Regions from separate parts of the Zea mays genome. Here region 2 is linked to region 1. A link is a contact called in public Hi-C data. All regions are on one chromosome and are shown on one strand. Each heading gives the region's core, a stretch centred on a gene start, on an enhancer-like site or on the middle of the called end of the contact. The rest is flanking DNA. Distances are from core to core; before and after follow the strand shown. Region 1 holds the start of LOC100275676. Region 2 holds the start of LOC100281255 (branched-chain-amino-acid aminotransferase).

Region 1 (2,700 bases), core at 143-2,642:
TTTTCAGCTCGATTCTATGAGAACCGTTTTGGTGAAAATCGTCCAAAATTAACGTAAACACATAATCGACCGAGTCATAGCAACAGAAGGAATCACTTCCTGGATCCTAAACTCTATGGACTCCTTCATCTTCTTCCACACATAATCCCCACGATACTTAGATTCCCCCCACAACTAGATTCTCGAAAAAACTGCTTAGGAAAAAGCTGAACCAAACAGGCCCTAAGGCCCAGTCCCGATCACGGTCGTTCTAACATCGGTTATGGCGCCGCTGTATGGGTGGGGCAGGAGTTTAGGGATTTTCTCGACCTGTGTGAGAAGATCTTTTTGTAATGCCCAAGGCTGCCTTCCCAGGTCGAGTTTTTTTATATAATATTTTTTTTATCCTTGTCTACTAAAGAAAAAAATGTGAAATTGTTAATTGTCTGTGTCAACATATATTAGATTTTGTCATAGTTGTCCCATTCCTTTTTGCTGAAGAGCTAAAGTAATCTCCTGGTTTATTGCAAAATACATATCCAACTAATTGAGCATTATGTATACAACTCTAACCGTGTGACAGCACAAGTAATAATCCTAGTATCAATCAAAGGATCCAAGATTCAAATTAACCAACAGCGAAATTTGAAAAGAGTTCTCTAGGAAGAATGCAAAAGATGCATCATCAACATGAAATAGATACTTGATCCCTGAACAAAGAAGCCCTTCAGAAGAACAAATGACACTGATAGCATGATCACGAGACAAGCATTCAGAAGTGATGCTCATAATTGGTACGAAGCAGACCAGACCATCAAATAGTTCAACATATGAAGTCGCTCACCTCGAGAAGACCCTTCAGGATCCATAAGAACGTCAGGACAAGCACGCCATTGACCGAAAACTTCACCTACACACGTATAAGCACCACTAGATAAGGCCCAATACCGGAAGGTCCCAAGCTAAAACAGAGGAGATAAATGAAGAGCGGAACGGACCAGCTCGGCGGGGACGGAAGGCGGCAGCACGGACCTGGCAGCGCGGCGCGCGCGGCGTGAGGCCTTCCTGAATACGGAGTGCAGGAACCGGGCCAGTAGGTCCAGGCTGCGGTCCTCGTCTTCGTCCTCATCTTCATCTGCGTCGTCTTCGTCCTCCTCACTTCCGTCCCGGTAGGACGCGGCGGCGCCCGATAGATCGCCGACCCAGGGGCGGGCATCTGGGACGACAACGACGGCGTCGGGATGCCGACGCCGGGCAGCGCGGAGGCGTGTAGCAGGGGAGGGGCGCAGGTGGCGGGGGGATGCGGACGTGGACGTGTGGAAGCGGTGGCGAGATGGAGGGGCGGGGACGGGAAGGGGAACGAGGGAGGTGGAGCCTGCCATGGGGGATCTGCAGGTTTGTTGTGTGCTTCGTCCCCGCGTGTTTGTGCCTGACCTTCTCTTATCCGTTCTCGAACACACGAATTTCGCGGAAATGTTAGGTATCCCCACTCATACTCTAAATTTCTACTCTAAAATAAATATTATGTCAGCAAGATTTTCTACTCTATATCATGATCCTCTGTAGTCGTATTAATTATATATATCAACCTATATCCACTGCCATATATTATATATTTTTTCAACTCTATTCAATCCCTAGTGCCCCTAAATCTCAGGATTCTAGCGTAGTAGAAGTTACATGCACTCTAGATTTAGTGTTTCATATTCCCTCAAAGTTTACCGTATGTGTTTCAGTTGTCTGCTGTAGCATTTTTCTATCCCATACATAACTCTATTTCATAGCGCATTCGTTGAAGTTGCCCACTGCGGTCAGCCTTGCAGCAACTTCACAACAATCAATTTATTTTTTTATAGAAAATAAACAGCAACAAAATCTCAGTCTCTCTATCTCACCCACAAAAATTTGTATTTTTTTCTTCTTTTTAATTGACGTCTGACGGTCAAATCGAGTGTCGAGCTCTATTTCACAGTGAATCGAGACATTCGGATTTAGTTTTTACATACTCTAGTTCAATTCAGAACTTTTGGCGTCCGACACACAAAATGTGCTTTGATACTCCTATCTTTTCTATGTTGATGCAACTTGCCAACTTTATGTATGACAATGTTATAGATATGTGAACGTTTTCATAGAGTCCATACCCTTGGATGCTATCAAGATGCATTCAAGTATCCCGTTATAGAAAGGTATTGTAAGGCCTAGCTACTAGGACCTGCCCTCGCTCTAGACAAGGTAAGGGCCTGACCCTCTAGGCAACTTGATCTCGGGAAACTTTGAAGGAATGACATCCAGACCACCATGTCCCCATTAAGAGAGATCAAGGGTCTTGGGGCCCTCATGGCCCTAGAGTACTATGAAGTTTAGGGCACACCACACTCATGGAAACTAGTCCACAAGGATGGTTTAAGACCTAGAGCTCGAGAGTGCCCCCATCTGGAATGACCTTACCCGCTCCCTACCCATGCCTCGGAGCCAATCCATTAGAATGATCTAAGTCCTCAAGGCGTCCTGTGCCTCAGGGTGCTCATGATAGATTTAAGTGCCTAGCCCCCATGCCCCAAGGCAATCATAGGGGCAGAGGCACTTAGTCACCTAAGGCCCTATACGTGCCCTTAGGTCTTTAAGGTCCTAGGCCTCATATAAGATGAAAGTCTAGGCCCCAAGACCTCCTAGGGCCAGGCATCCCATGGGATCAAGGGATTCTTCCGATAACTAAGT
Region 2 (2,778 bases), core at 46-2,545, 180 kb before region 1:
AGCTTGATCGGTACGTTTGTGAAGGAAAAGACAATGAATGCCCCTCATAGGATTTTGTAGTCTATGTGTATAGAACTCTGAGCATGTTTGTAATACAAATTTATACTCCAATTTATCACTATAAATAGAGCTACAGTGTCATACGTACGGACACTTTAGGCCCCGTTCGGTTTATAGGAATTGGAGCTCAGGATTGATTACTGGCCGGATTACTTCTCTAATTTATATAGATTTCGATGAGTTGGAATGAATCCAGGTTTATTCCGGTAGAAGCGAACGGGCCCTTAGAGTGATCCGGATTGCTCTGCCTTCAAGCCGTGACTTCCTTACCTAAGCGGATGGATGGTAGGGAGTATCTGACGCATATCCACGTCGATACATATCATCGACTCAGAAGATGGTTCGTTCTATGGATCACCGACGGCATGGTCAGCTGGTACGGTCCCGCCCATTCAATAATGGTCACGCCTATCTAGGCGTCCGCACTCTGCAGATCAGGACTTTTTGGGCACTCGTCGTCCCTTTTGCACCTACACCTGCCTAAAATAGTAAAATTGATATATGTATAATATACCAACATACCCCCACCACCACCAGATATGGCAGCAAGTCATGGGCTCTCCAAGGACCATGCATGCATGCAGATAACTACTACTCATCACTAGATAAGACAGCGTGAAGAAAAACACAAGAGCTGAAAGAGGAGTACTGGTTGGTGAGGCAACCAAGGTAGCTAGCTCATGTGAAGCAGAGCGCCAGGAGAAAAGGAGACGGAGTACAAGCAAATTTGGACACCTGCACGCTCGGCTGCGACGACGTCTAGTGGAAGCGAAAGCAGCTAGCAGCTGACATGAGCTCCATCGATCTCAACCCTGCCCTGATCAGTGATCAATGAACACTTCCCCGTTGCATGAGCCGTTGCCATCGACGACGGCTACACGTGGCGGAACCGTACGACGCCTTCCTAGTTTCCCGGCCGGCGAGCTCCGACCCTCACGCGTGCAGAGACGCAAGCGAGCCGGCCAGCGCTAGGTCAGTTGGCTCTGTCTCAAGGCAAGCTGTATACCCGAGACGATCTTTTATCATGCATGACCCCCCCCCCCCCCCCCCCCCCCTGACGCAATCGGACGCTGCAATTTGCACGCTCCGTGCCAATAGCTGCAAACCCAAGTTCTATCGCTTTCTGCAGGACTAGCTGTAGCAGCAGTGGACGAATACACAGCGCCGGAAACGAGCGTTCGCCGCCAGGCTATCCGCCGCTTGCATAAGTACAGCCCACTCCGACTCCGTATGGGACACATGGGCGGGTGCGTGGTGCACTGGTGCTTCCATCGAACTGTGCTCGTTTGATTAATTTGCCCTCCTCTTCCTTCCCTCCAGCTAACCCATCAGCCATTGGTAGGTAGCCCGTGAACGAAGGTTGCAACCATAACTCTTCTCTTCCCACGAGAGAGAGAGAGAGAGAGAGAGAGAGAGAGAGAGAGAGAGAGAGAGAGCTTGACCGAAATCCACATACCGTGTATAGCTAGTGGTAGCAGTGCAGCCGGCCGGGGTCTAAAGAAGGGGGACCGTACGTACTGCATGGCCGCGTTGACATCTGCGAAGGGCGCTCTCCTTCCGTCGTGGGCTCGCAGCAGCAGCAGCGGCCATGGCGGCGACTTGTGGAGGGTCCTGGGGAAGGCGTTGGCTACGGTGCGTGCGCGATTCTCGCCGTGTGTAGTGTGTGCCTGTGCGCACCGTTCACATCACATCCCAATCCCATGCGTTAACCTCTCGCCGTGTGGAAGCTGGACTGTGCGGCCCGCTTTTACTCGTTTCCGTAACCGATCGTTTCTTCTTAATTCGGCCGTGGCCGCCGCCGCGTCCAGGACGATCGATGCCTCTCCCCGCCGCGATGAGATCATCCATGCTCAGAGGTCGGTGTAACCTCTTCCTCCCTTTCGCTGCTCGCTGTTCGCAGGCCGGAGGAGGAGGCGGCGGCGGATGCTCCCTTCTGCTCCCGCGCCGGTGGCAGTCGTCGCTGCCGCAGCTGGACCACGTCGCCGACAGGTGAGCCTCAGTGACAGACAGTACGCCCGGCCGCAGATCCCGATCGGGCATTCTCCGACCGACTCCCCCATTGTTTCGCCATCTTTTAAGTCTGCCGGCCGCAACGTGCATCATGCAGCATGCGTGTGAACGTACTACGCAGGTCCAACGAGGAGAGCGGCGGCGAGATCGACTGGGACAACCTCGGCTTCGGCCTCACCCCGACCGACTACATGTACGTCACGCGGTGCTCGCCGGAGGACCGCGGCGACTTCCCCCGCGGCGAGCTCTGCCGCTACGGCAACATCGAGCTCAGCCCCTCCTCCGGCGTTCTAAACTACGCCCAGGTTCGTTCTCGTCCTCGTTCCGTTCCGTCTTCTCTCTAGTAATTAAACTACTGTATATCGACGACGGTGACGAAACGAAACACCCTGGACGACGCCGACGTTAATTGAATATTATCTTAGTAGTAGTTAACAAATTATTGGCACGCATGCCTGGCTGCTACTGCGACCAACCGCCGCCCGCTCCCTGCAGGGCCTGTTCGAGGGAATGAAGGCGTACCGGCGGCCGGACCGGGCCGGGTACACGCTGTTCCGGCCGGAGGAGAACGCGCGGCGGATGCAGCGCGGCGCCGAGCGCATGTGCATGCCGGCGCCGTCGGTGGAGCAGTTCGTCCACGCCGTCAGGCAGACAGTCCTCGCCAACAGGCGCTGGGTACGTGCGTACGTTCCGCTGTTTGCCCGCCCC

What was found. A called contact is a pair of places that touch in the nucleus more often than the background predicts.
Region 2: a Hi-C map of tassel shows a contact between it and region 1, with 5 times the contacts expected there. The contact joins the promoter of LOC100281255 here to the promoter of LOC100275676 in region 1. A contact is called at or near these places in 8 of 25 Hi-C or Micro-C datasets (bundle sheath, ear, endosperm and 2 more).

The regions. Positions count from the first base shown.
Region 1 is chr1:29,332,712-29,335,411 of Zm-B73-REFERENCE-NAM-5.0, reverse strand. LOC100275676 reads right to left here and starts at 1,392. Exons shown (of 3, transcript NM_001321779.1): 1 at 978-1,392; 2 at 824-889. The coding sequence starts at 1,361.
Region 2 is chr1:29,508,954-29,511,731 of Zm-B73-REFERENCE-NAM-5.0, reverse strand. LOC100281255 (branched-chain-amino-acid aminotransferase) reads left to right here and starts at 1,295. Exons shown (of 8, transcript NM_001154174.2): 1 at 1,295-1,692; 2 at 1,961-2,049; 3 at 2,192-2,375; 4 at 2,566-2,745. The coding sequence starts at 1,582.